2 separate regions of the Hordeum vulgare genome follow, and region 2 is linked to region 1. A link is a contact called in public Hi-C data. All regions are on one chromosome and are shown on one strand. Each heading gives the region's core, a stretch centred on a gene start, on an enhancer-like site or on the middle of the called end of the contact. The rest is flanking DNA. Distances are from core to core; before and after follow the strand shown.

Region 1 (6,661 bases), core at 1,749-4,248:
AGTTTCGGCTACCGGTGATATATTCCATAATTGAGCGCTCCTAACACGATCGGGGTTGTTATGGGGACCCCCTTGATAATTCGTCTTAGATTAAAGCTGGTCTGGCAAGGCCCAACTTTGGTACTACATTTGCCTAATAACCTAATAAAAATGCATAGGGACCCGCCGGCACCCGCGGAGTAATTAATCAACCCCCGGGTCAGTGCTCCGCATGAGTGTTGGTCCAACCTGTCAACCGCCGGTGGCAACCAGGGGCAACTCTGTGTTTGGCCTACCGGAAGTTTGGACAACCCGTCGTGTCCTTAGAACGAGATACGCGGCTCCTATCGGTATCGTCGACACGTCGGGCGGCCTTGCTGGATTAGTTTTACCTTTGATGAATGTCTTGTGCATCGGGATTTCGGTGATGCTTTGGGTAATCTCAGAGTTGAGGTTTTCCACTAAGGAGTCCGACGAGATCGCGAGTTTCGTGATCGAGGATTTCTATGCGGCTTGTGGTAATTTGTGATGGACTAGTTGGAGCACCCGTGCAGGGTTTAATCTTTCGGGAAGCCGTGCCCGCGGTTATGTGGCAACGTGAAAACTTTGTTTAACATCCGGATCTAGATAACTTGAAGTTAACTTAATTAAAACTTGCCAACTGAGTGCGTAACCGTGACTGTCTCTTTCGTGAGCTCCTTCCCCGATCGAGGACACGGTGGGTCTATGCCTGACGTAAGTAGGTGTTCAGGATCATTCATTTGATCATCAGTAGTTCACGTCCGCTATGTGTAGTTCACCCCCCTATTCTTGTACTCTTAAGTTAGCCACCTCAAATAATGCTTAGTCGCTTGTTGCAGCCTCACCACTTAACCTTACCTCACCCATTAAGCTTTGCTAGTCTTGATACCTTTGGAAATGAGATTGCTGAGTCCCTGTGGCTCACATATTACTGCAACAACAGATGCAGGTACAGTTAAAGGATTACTTGACGCGAGCGTGTTGATTGTTTATTTGGAGTTTCTTCTTCTTCATCATCGATCTAGGATGGGTTTCAGGCCGGTAGCCTGGGATAGCAATGATGGACGTCGTTCTTTTCTCATTTGTTTTTGTCCGTAGTCGGACCTTGCTCTTCTTCGTGATATTTATGTATTGTACTGATGTGACTCTGATGTAGCTTGTGGCGAGTGTAAGCCAATTCCATATACTCTTATCTTCAGTACATGTACTTGTAACGATATCTATTCTTACGAAACGACGAGATGCGCTTCTATCCCTATGGGGCCCTCGTGCTAAAATAAGGATAGGATTGTATCTTGGGCGTTACAACTTAATCCATCACATGAAGTGCAATGAAGACTTACATTACTAGTAACGCCAAGGGTTAAAGTTGACGTTTCTAGTAACTCCCCTCTTTATTACCATTAATTGTCTTGTAATGAAGCTCGGTCGGTCGTGGAAGCTACTATATAAGCCACTCCCGGGATCCAGCTCAAGGGTTCAACACTTGTAATCTTTTACACCTCCCATAAGAAAACACCAGCCTCACGACTCGAGACGTAGGGCTGTTACCACTTCCGAGTGGGGCATGAACTCGTAAATCCGAGTGCATCCGCTGCGCCTAGTTAGACTTCGCCCCTCCGTTCGTACCCCTTGGTACTATTGTCAGGGTCATTCCCACGACATATCCCACCATCGACGAGGCCGCGCGTGCCTACGACATGGCGGTGTGGCGTGCCGGACGGCCAATGCGGACCTCAACTTCATGGAGGTCGAGGCCCGGGCGGTGGCGGAGTGGCTCGTGCCGCAGGGCATCCGGATGGAGGAGATGCCGGCGAAGAAGGCGAAGAAGAGACTGGCCGTTGTCGTCGCTCCCAGCGAGAGCAACGAGGCGGTGATGGCTCGGTTGGCACGAGAGCATCCGCAGTACGTCCAGGCCGAGCTGGAGCACTACTGGAAGTGCGACGTCGAGGCAAAAAAGAAGGGGGTGAAGAAGGAGGACGAGGTCGCCCCCTCGATTGTGATCCCTATCGAGTCGTCGGATGAGGACTGGGGTGACTCCGATGAGGAGGATGAGGGGTGCGATAACCCGGACAAGGACGAGTTCTGGGAGCAGTTCCGCAGCTCCGACAACGAGGAGTAGTTTCGTCTAGTAGTTGAATTTATGTATGAGATGAAGTAGTAGTTGGTCGTTTTACATCTTCGTTTTGGACCATCTCTTGGAGTTGCTCTTTTTTTTTACATCTCCGTTTTGGATCATTTGTTGGAGTTGAGCCTTTTTTGAAGATGTAAAAACACTTTTTGGTGCTTCAAATTTGAAGCATCACCGGTTTGGAACACGAAAATATACATCATCTATTGGAGATGCTCTTAGCGTGGGAGCACTTGCCATTATTTGGTCGCTTTGGCTATGTAAAAATGATAAGGTTTTTAAGGATAAAAGTAATTCTTTTATGTAGGTTATTTACACAAGTATTGGGACTCTTCGTTTATGGTCCTTTCTGTAACGTTTGGAGAATCAAGACCTGTTTACGAAGATGTGTACACGATTAAAGAATATAACGAGGGATACTTTTATCCAACATGACGTTATACGGACTCTACATGTTTCTTTGTATCTCGCCTTTTATTTTTTTATTTTTATGTGAGATAATATTGTTTGACTGTGTGCATTTTAGTTATGATAAAGAGGTCCAGTGTAATGCTTATAATTTTTTTTAACAATAAAGTGTTCCTTTTCGAAAATCTATCTATTTCTTTTTTTCTTTGATTCCTAGTACCCCTTTGTTTCTAAATATAAGTTTTTTTATAGATTTTGCTACGGACTATACATGAAACATAATAAATGATGTACATTTTAAAATATGTCTATGTATATATATATATATATATGTATGTAAATACATAGTGGAATTTCAAAAAAAAAAAATAGAAACGGAGGGAGTACAAGATAGCTGGTCATTCGTGCCGAGCGGCTGTTCTAGTGTTCATTTTCGTTTCTGTCTTCTGCTAAACCACATTTTTTGAGAAACAAATGCGACCACTGATAAGTGTTCAGTTCCGTCTGTCATCGGCCCTAGCGGCAACAGTGCAACATTATCCGCCGTGTCAAACTGAAGAACCACCGCTGCCCACACATACCGTTCGGTCGGTCGGTCGGTCGGCGTCGGACCGGGTGGTGAAAACCAAATCGGCGACGAAGCAAAGAGAACACGCCAGAAACAAAACAAAGCCGAGGACCCCGACCGCCCAACGCCATGCCGCTCCTCCACGGCGTCAGCCTCCGGGCCCTCCTCGCCGGCGCCGCCGTCGCGCACCTCTCTTCCTCCTCCATCGTCCGGGCCTCCCCGTGCGCGCCGGCCCCGCCGCTGCGGCTCCGCGCCTTCGCCTCCTACAGCGCCTCGGAACCTCCGCCGCCACCGCCCTCCTCCTCGCCATCGACCTCGCGGGTCCTCGCCTCCGCGGCCGCGGCGTGCGACTGCGAGAAAGGGGCGAAGCCCGCGATCTGCACGGCGGACGAGCTGCACTACGCGCCCGTGCCAGGCACCGAGTGGCGGCTCGCGCTCTGGAGGTACCGCCCGCCGCCTGAGGTGTGTGCTTTGATCCTGCGGCTGGGCGGTGGGCGCGGCTTCGTTACGCTTGCTTTTGTTCCGTTGCTGATCTCGTGCTCGCTTGGCTTACGCAGGCGCCCAAGAGGAACCACCCACTGATGCTGCTGTCCGGAGTGGCCACCAATGCCGTGGGATTCGACCTGTCCCCTGGGGTGAGTTCATCTAATGATTATGCTACTCCTATCGATAGATCGGGCTGTAAACAGTACATTTTGTTTTTTTGTGAAGAAGCCCATATGATGCTTCATTAATCTCTGTAAATTGCTTGTATAATGATGTTGCAAATGCAAACTGGTAGCCATCTTTTAGCTTGGACTCACGTATCACACGGAGTAGCTTAGGTTAGAGTGACACTTAAAAATGCCTTAGCTCACACTCCAAATTTTAGAAAGGAAAGTTCGATAAAAATATCATGGGGTAAACCGAGTGTTATGAACAAACAAACACAACATTTTCTCTTCAAGAGAAGTTTGTATTATGTTTATTGGCATCTTTATTGTGTTACTATTATTGCTATTCCAATAAGCACATCTGATGGGATACAGCATTCAGCAGACGTAAAGGTACCAAAATTTGAAAACGTTTACATGTAGTTGTTATCAAATTTGGTGTGAACAGAACATAGTGTCTGCTTGCACAGCGGATGGTTATTAGTTCTTACGTTGCTAATATGAAATTAGTTAAGAGGTGCAATTGATGTTTACTTGCATAACTAATGGTACTGGTTGGGATGCAGCTAGACGGCAATGAAGTACCATATCTTGCACAAATATAGAAACAACACACTTTAAACGGAAAGCACAAGTTCATATTTTCAGTTTTCTATTAACTGTTACAGCGACTGTTTGCCTAAGTTGTTGGCTTCTTGTACACAATTTACGAAGGAGAATCTGTAGAACTTATTAAGCTTGGCTATGCTTGTCCACTTTTCAAGAGTCCAATGACAGGTGTAATTGCTGTTGTGCTTGTATCACAGGAGTTAAACTATATCAAAAATGTATTCCTGCCTCTATAACAGTTCTGGTGCTCTTTCGAAAAAAATAGTTTGATCCATATCGTTACCTGTCTTGTTTTGTATTATGTATTAATATATGTTATGTACTCAACAAGAAAACATTTATACATCGACTGTCTTCCTTGTTATTGTTGTCATGTTTATAGGCATTTCTTTTATGGCCTCCCCTTTACCCCGTTCTTCCATTAATGCATATGAAATGATGACAGGCTTCCTTTGCCCGTCATATGTCTATGCAAGGGTTTGATACATGGATTGTTGAGCTGCGTGGTGCTGGCCTCAGCACACGTGGATCAGAATTAGCTGCAGCTAGCACCAAGTCTGACACGTCCTCTAATTCAGGTGTGGATAAAATTTTGACACAGAAAGTAAATGTTGTTCCTCCTGCCAAGGATATGTCAACTAACGAACCTCAAAGTTCTGAAGTTCCAGTACTAACAGACACAAATGTGGTAGAAACAAACACATCAGAAGAACCACAGCTGGTGACAAAGTTAGCAAATGCTTTGGCACAATTGAGTGTAACATTTTCAGGTTATGTAAAAGATAGCCAACTGAGAAACATCACTGACAGTTTTTTTGATCGAGTGACAGAACTTGTCCCTGATGCCTCATTAACTAGTAGTCTTGAGGAGGTTGCAGACAAATTTCTAGGGTTGATGGAATTGCCACAGACGTCAGCAATATATGATCAAATTAGCCAATTAAGCCAGCGTCTTGTGAAGATTCTTGGGGAAGGTCAACAAAATGTTTCCCCTCGGTTATTTGGCTGGCAGGAACGCCTCTCCACAACCATAGAAGATCTTCAGAAGCAGTTGGAGCTGATTGTTAGCTATGATTGGGACTTCGACCATTACCTGGAGGAGGATGTACCTGCAGCGGTTTGTAGACATACTCTTCACTGTTGATAGATTAATTGAAGGTACCTTGAACTGCTTAGTAAGAATTAAGATGCTTTTTTGTTTGTGCAGATAGATTATATAAAACAGCAGAGTGTACCCAAGGATGGAAAATTGGTTGCTATTGGTCATTCTATGGGAGGAATCTTGTTGTATGCAATGATTTCAAAGTGTGGTATGTTCCATTGACCTGTCCTTTTTGGGTTTTCCACTAACCTTTCTTAGAGCAGGAAAAACAGCATTTTTTGTTTTAGCAAATGGAATATTTCACATCTTCAACTAGTAGGTGAGGCTAGGAAAGCTGAAGTATGACGCATCAATGTTACACTATCATTGATAACTGTAATTATCTGCACAAGTATCCATGGACGCCTTCGAATTTTATTTGTTGTTTGTTTGATATGCGGTTCTGGAAGTCTCTGAGGAACTATCCCTTGCACCATAGCTTTTGGCCATTGAGCACTAAAGCAAAGGCAAAGTTTGAAGTCATGAATACACTCCACTGTAGTATTAAGAAATTACGGCAACCTGTCTTGTCTGCTTTATCTAATCCCTGGTGGCTAATTCCTGCTAGTATTTCCTTTAAATAGAGCTTACTGGATGTTTGATAAAACTTAATGGACTGCTATCAGGCATCCATACACGGTCAAATCTTGTCAAGGTTTGGAAGATTTTTCGAAAAAGGGAATTTTGTAGACGGTCGCATCAAGGCCATTCAACCGTGTGAATTCACTCCCGGCCTTTACATAACAAGATGCACACATCCCTTACAAGTAACAAACATAGTCTCAAAATGAAAGCGACATAGTTAACACAAAAAAGAAGGCATCCGTAGACTAATTGACTAAACTGCCATCAATGCTGGCCTGCTGGGTAAAAACCTCCTTATGGTTAGCGGGGTGATGGTGTTACGAAAGCAACTTATCTCCAATGAAGGCCCAAGGGGCATATATATATTACACAAGACTTGAGGTGCAAGGAAAGGAAACATAGTCTAATAAGGACTCCTAGACCAATACTAATATCCTACTTCCTAACAGGTGGGTCATGAATGTTGGCTCGCAATAGGTGCTCGGTGGCACCGGCAACCCTAGTTTTGCACTTCTGCTTGTCTTATGGTAGATTTGGAAAGAGAACAGTCTCAGGATTTTGCAAAA
Region 2 (7,029 bases), core at 2,241-4,740, 140 kb after region 1:
ATAATAGCCATTCAAGGTACTTCTACGGGCTGACGACAGCTCATTCGGGCAGCCACACCAACCAACATAAACTGTACCAAGAACATCATTGTACAGAATAGTAGTTCATTTCAAGAAAATTTTAAACTAAGCTGAAATGATCAACAGTGGCAGGTATCATAGGAAGTATACAAATACTGCCATACCGGTGTGAAAACTAATCAATAATGACAAGCATCATAGTCTACATACCCTCCATTTTGCAGCTCGCCTCTTGTAAAGACAGAATAGACTCTATGTAATGTTGAAGAAAACATTTCCCACTGGTTGTCTCCCTAGGGAGTGCTACCTGCGCGATGAAATAGTTAACAAAATCTGTGACATGATACTTTCAGAAGTTTTGGTAGATGTCAAGGTCACCCAACAGAACAATAGATTTCCATGGGGAATAGGTTCCGTGTTCATATTGTGAATTACATATGAAATAAGACCTACACAAATTTCCTGCGGTGCAGTCTAAAAAGTTATGTGTTTGGCATGATGTGCAATACTGCTATCCAACAAGTGTTGAAAATGTATTGTAGCACAGTGTGTGAAAGTGGAAATATTCTGATAAAATAACACAAAACAGTACCACAGCTGCATGACAGCAAAAAAAATAATCTGCTAAGAGCATCCACATCCCAATTGTCTCTAAAAATCTAGTGCCAAGGTGGATAAATCAGATTTCTATATATACACTTCTTTAAGTATTTTCTAGCACATCTCATAGGGCCAACTATAGATGCTATGTTCTTTAGTTTTGTCATTTAAATTGCAATTTCATATACATGAGCTAATTAAAAGTAATTTATTTGGCGTCGCATTGATGCTAAAAAATTTCCTAGCACCTATTCTCACATCCCTTAGCACTGGTGCTAGCCAGTTCCTCCGCCCTTAGCGTTTGCTTACCACCTTGGGATATGGATGCTCTAAAGCATGATTTATCGAGCAAATTGATGTATATACCTGCTACCATTGCAAATCATGAATACAAAATTTTAACTATGATACGTCAACACGACAGTCTTTCCAATTCTTGGCTGTAAATACACTATTAGGAACTCGAACCACATTACCTTAATTCCTTTGTAACCAAGTCTTTCACCAAGACCACCAGCTACAAGAACAAATGCAGCATTGCGTGCTTCTTTTACCCTAGCTGCTTTTCTGAATGTCAATGACGCTGATCGTACTCTCCTGGAATCTGATGCTGTCCGGTCGGGATAAGTGAGGGGAGAGGGAGCAGGACATACCTGACCGCGACGCCGTCCGGTCTGGAACCGCCGTCGCCCCTGTCCCTTTGTTTAGGGTGGAGGATCAGAGATGGAAGGTTATCATCCAAGGCACACCCTCTGGCAGCTTTACCTGTTCATGATTGCACTGACAATAAGACCATGGTAGGAATCTCAAAGAGTAATGGAAAGTGCACATTTCTGCTAGATCTAAACGTGGTGGATGATGCAGATATACACTCGGTGGATGATGCAGCGACTAGAAATAGCATGACCGTTCAGTCTGAAGATTTACCTGAACAGAACACACAGGATCTCAAGCCAGCACTGGGGACAACACATCTTCTAGAAAACCGATGGTTGAAGAAAAGTGGAATAAAGGAGATACACCGCCTACTGATATGTCAGGCGCTCTGTCTCTCTCCCTTGCTTTTCCAGCATCAAAGGGACAATAGGCTGGTAAAATGCAACCGGAATCGCAAAGAGGCCTCAGATTAGCAGTAGGAATTACTCATTTTCGATTATCCAGTGATGATGGCTCCTTGCGTTTGCATTCCTGATGTCTTGCAAGATGGATCTTTGTAGCATCAACCCACTGCACAAGGAGTCTGCTGAAGACACAATTATCTTGTCAATGTGCAAACAGATGGCATCTTTTAGAGTGCATTTTGACGACTTTACATGCTCCTCTCGGCACACCCATGTTGAGTATTGAATTGCGAAGAACTTGAGAGAGTGGATCATGGCTTGTTTTGGTACAGAAAACATACATATATATTCAACTGCTCTTCCAAACATCGATAGAGATTTGAGCAGAGCTTCAGACTCTGCATTTGAAGTACCATCCAATCTCTGCATGTTAAATAAATCTCATGTCAGTTTTTGTCTTTAGCTTGCAACAGTGCGATATACTCTGGGGGAATGGTGGTGTAAACGCCTAAAATTGGCACATAACACTTAACTTTTCTGTTTCTTAAAAGTGCCTCTGGGATATCTAAATTTACTCATGAAATCGCTAGTTGAGGTAATACCCATTGCAGAAGATAACTCCCTGTCCCAGACTCTTCTGATGGTGAGAAGTGAGGGGAGAGGGAGCAGGACATACCTGACCGTGACGCCGTCCGGTCTGGAACCGCCGTCGCCGCTGTCCCTTCGTTTAGGGTGGAGGAGGAGGTCCGTTGAGCGGCGGGAGGAGGCGCGGTGGCGGGGGGAGGCGAGGCTGGCGATGGTGAGCCCGGAGAGGAGGCCGAACTTGAACTTGTCGAGGCCGTAGTGGGGCACCCACTCTAGTGCCGGCACGAAGTACTTGAGCGCGCCCCATGCTGCGGGAGGGGCGAGCGGGAGCGGCGCGCGGGGGCCCAGGCGACGGAGGCGAAGGCGGCGAGCTCGGAGACGAGGTGCGGGTTGGGGAGCACGGTGAGGTACTCGGCGTCGCAGGAGGCGTCCGGCAGGAGGAGGAGGACCTCGAGCAGGCGCGCGGAGAACCTGACCCAGGAGGCCGCGACGAAGGAGCGGCCCAGCGGGAAGGCGGCGAGCGCGAACGGGTTGCAGCCGGAGGCCGGGTGGCGGAGGAGGGCGACGAGGAGCTGGTCGCGGAGGATGAAGGCGCCGCGGGCGAGCAGGACCCTGAGCGCCACGAGGCACTTGAGGGCCACGGCGGCGTCGCCGCTGCCGGAGGCCGCGGCGCGCAGGCGGTCCATGAACGCCTCCTCGAGCGCCGCGGCGGAGAGGCGCGAGCCGCGGCTGAAGGCGAGGAGCGCGTCCAGGTGGTGCGCGTACAGCGGGGCCGTCGACGGGTGGTGCGCCGTCGCCCGCAGGATCGCGCTCTGCGCGTCCGCGCCGGAGGCCCCGGGGAGAGGAGCGTCGCCGCGAGCCGCAGGAGCTTGAGGCCCATGGCGATTGGCGCCGTCGCGTCGCGCGAGGAGGTGGTGGGAGCGGCGCGCGGGGGCGGGCGCCGGCCGAGCGGGGCTAGCGGGAGCGGGAGCGGGAGCGGCGCGGGGCCGGCGGGCGATCGGGGTGAGCGGGGGTTTGCGGGAGCAGTTCCAGAGAGAGATCGATCGGGAGTTTTTGTTAGCGACGAGGAGTTTTCGTTAGCGCCGAAGGTTTGTTAACAACATAATTAGGCCGTTGATGAAGTGATTAGACGGCTGAGATTGTGATTTGGATCTGCCCTGTCGTGCTTTTTATTAGTAGAGATAAAGGGGTGTTCGATAAACTTTATTTAGCGCCACACGCGCCGGTTACAGTGAAATTTTGCTAACCGGTGCGTGTGGCGCTCTGTAATGGGCCGGTCCATTTAGACTCCTGTCTTTTGTTTTAGTGCGTATACTTTTTCCAAATCGATTTTTTTTAAATCGGTAAACTTTTTCACAAATTGATGAACTAATTTTTTGAAATCAGTGAACGTTTTTAAAAATCAGTGAACATAATTTAAAATTTGTGAACTTTAAAAAATAATCAGTGAACTGTTTTTAAAAATTGTAAACTTTTTTGAAAATTGATGATTTTTTCGTACTCTATGAAATTTTTAAAAATCCATGAACATATTTCAAAAATTGGTAAACTTTTAATGATAATCATTGAACTTTTAAAAATTCTATGAACCTTTTAATGAGCAACGCATTCTACATGAGCCGGCCCACGAGAAAGAGCGGTGTAGGGGCCGGTTCCCTATCCGGCGCTGAAAGCGCCACAGGAGGTCCCGGGGCGCCCAGTGAGGCGGTCGAGCAATTAGGGCTTTTTTGGGGGGTGATCCCTTATTTTTCTTTACTAGTGGCCACCTACAGAAGAAGTTATTATCAACAAAAGACCTAAATCTTAACAAAGTGGAAGCTGTATCGGATTATTCAATGGAGCTGCAAGTTATCGATCAGGGATTTTAGGGTGCTTATGGTGCAATCATCAGGGAGATCAACAAGTGGAAATCATATTTTGATAGCTGCCTTTTTATTCGCGAACGTAAAATTTTAACTTCAAGGCGCATAGGCTTGCACAACACACAACAACTTTACGTATAAAATGCCATGTATGGCAGGTCATCCCTATGACCCAATTTCTATACCTCTAAACATTCTTGATTCAGAGTAATAAAGTCTTTTTTTACTCAATTCAGAGTAATAAAGTTACGTGCAACCTACCGGACAATATCCAATATTTTTTTTTACTCCCACCCTCGCGATATGTTAGTAGTTTTTAAATGGCTCTCGTTCTTTGTTTTCTCCACCGTTTTGTTTTCTATTTTTATGCTTGCTATTTATTTATTTTTCTCTTTTCATTTTTCTTATTTATATAAAAATATTTAAAATTTAAATATTTTGATTCTAAGAGTTATAAGAGTTTTAGAAAAATATTAAAACTGTACTGTTCATTATAATTTCTTTTTCATATTTTTAAGAAAGTTCACAAAAGTTTCAACATATATTTAGAAAATTTGAAGTGTTTTGCATTTTATAAAAAATAACAATTTTAAAATAAAATTTCAGTAAGTGCTTAGTTTTTAATAATTATTTTTTTATATTTTTTGGAAACTGAATGAGAACCGAAAAACCTCTAAAAATCAGAACTGAAAAAATAACTTGCCACAATAGCTTCACATGAGTTACTAGAGAGCGCCGATGGGCCGGCCAAGATGCGGCGCCACTTCTTTCTTAATCACTTCTTAGAGGGTAACTCTTGCAAGTGTCATTGTCTATCCCTCCTGTGCACGTACGCAACTCCCTCGGTCCTCCTCCACAACACCTCGCATGTACACTTGTGGTGGCGAGTGATACATGTATATGTGACACATGTCATAACATGACAGTTTATTTCATTCATTAATTCTTGAGTGAATTTCATATTTTACACACTATATCTGCATTTGTGACACTAATTATCCAGTCAAGTGAAAATTCATCTAAAATATTGTTTTAGAAGCTTTGAACTCTCGTTTTCTATACACGTCCATTAGGCAAGGTGTGAGATAACATTGGAGACCCAAAATATTCGGGCGACAACGAGGAATGAAAAAGGTGGACAAAATAAGTATGTGCGTAATCGTCAACGGTACTCTCCGATCTTTACACGTTTTTTAATGAATCATGGACGCAATATGCTCATCATATCTAAGATAAATAAGGAAAATGCAAAACTTGGGTAAGCCGTGTTAAAAATCTCCAAAATATGATATTTCAATAAAAGTTCCACTAAATAGGATGATATGTATCACAAATGTACAACCACAGGATAAAAAGTGGAATTCACTCCTAGTTCTTTAGATCGTTTTATCTCTTAAACTGTGTGTCCACATTATGAACCGTTTTCTTCTTTGTGTTTGCCACATCAAGATCTCTAAAACTAGATTTAATGTTAATAGTTTGATAAACTTTCTTTCCTGGAAAAAACCCAGGGAAAAATAAAAAATAGAAAACATACAAGACCAAAAAAGAAAAAAAATGGAAAAATGAAAAAAATAATATAAAAAATAACCGGAAAGTGACCTTTCACTTTTTTTGAAAGGAGATGTATACCTTTTCACTTCTAAGGAAGTATAGTTGTGCTTCATCATGAATCCCAACATTGCCTCAATACGAAGCACAAGTGTGTGCTTTTTAGCAAGCACACCAATGAAAAGAACAAATTTGCGTCACACCAAACCATGTTTGTGCCTTTTCGAGAAGCACTCGAAAATCACATATGTGCTTTGCGGAAAAACACAACTATGCTTCATCATGAAGAACAACTATGTTTTCTTATGCGTATGATTAACGGGACAAAAAGAGAAAGAAAGAAAAGGAAATAAAATCCACAAAAACAAAATCAGACAAAATTCAAAAACCAACCCGTGCCACCACCATGGACGCCCCCCCCAATCGAGCGTGCAAAAAACTTATTAGTGTTGGTACACCCAATGCACGCCATGTGACGCACTGGAATGCCGAGAAAACATCCACTCGGTTGTCTCGTAAAGGGTTACTGAGGTAATAGTCACTCATGGCATTCTGAGACAAAACATTAAAGTAGGGGAACCCAACTCGAGAGGGGGTCCTAGCGTCGCGCTCTAGAACTCCCCAAAACGTGTCCACTAGGTTGGCCCTCTAAAGGGTACCCACTAAATAGTCACTCCATCATTTTGGGACAAGGTGCCTAAATAAAGGAACCCAACTTGAGAGGGGGCCTAGCGAAAGATTAACGCCGAACCACGTGGATGGTCTCGCCCAATGACTAGAAAGTGACTCGTTGCTTAGAAATATGTACGCTTGTTTGTTGGAGAAAAAGAAATGTGGAAGACCGACTGCCCAAAAAAACATTGTCCCTTTTTCGACACACAAAATGTTCAAGAATTTGTAAATTGTTCATGAAATAAAAATATGTTCAGATGCTTTTAAAATAAATATGTACATGTTTTAAAGATGACCTCATGCACTAGTTCTATTTATTTTCCCAACGTCAAAACGAGTTATGCTTGTCGTAATGAGAGTATCATAGCTAGTATCATACATGTGAGCTAGATAATTTTGATGACATGATATAGAATTAAATGAAGAAAGAGAGAGTTGAATGTCATATCATGATACCATATCATAATAATATTATACTAGTATGTGTCTTATATGACAATAAATAAGGTCATTTAAGATAATACTCTATGATACTATGAATTACACAGGTAGTATCATACACTAGTATCATATGCATGATACTAACTTACGATACTAGCCATTACATGTAGCTTGGCCCTTCCCTGTGCTTCATCGAGTACGGGTGCTAAGGATGCCACATAAGCAAAAAAATGATG

What was found. A called contact is a pair of places that touch in the nucleus more often than the background predicts.
Region 2: a Hi-C map of leaf shows a contact between it and region 1, with 6 times the contacts expected there. The contact joins the enhancer-like site here to the promoter of LOC123444162 in region 1. A contact is called at or near these places in 3 of 6 Hi-C or Micro-C datasets (leaf and seedling).

Annotation. Positions count from the first base shown.
Region 1 is chr3H:443,105,952-443,112,612 of MorexV3_pseudomolecules_assembly, forward strand. It overlaps LOC123444162, which reads left to right and starts at 2,999. Exons shown (of 10, transcript XM_045120796.1): 1 at 2,999-3,550; 2 at 3,665-3,742; 3 at 4,815-4,947; 4 at 5,248-5,486; 5 at 5,577-5,679. The coding sequence starts at 3,014.
Region 2 is chr3H:443,246,166-443,253,194 of MorexV3_pseudomolecules_assembly, forward strand. It overlaps the pseudogene LOC123444165. Among protein-coding and RNA genes, the nearest start is that of LOC123444164, 130 kb to the left of the region's middle. Within about 2 kb of position 3,491, at least 3 of the 3 cell types and tissues checked have open chromatin away from gene starts, as enhancers often do. A contact at or near this core is called in leaf and seedling, where this site is marked.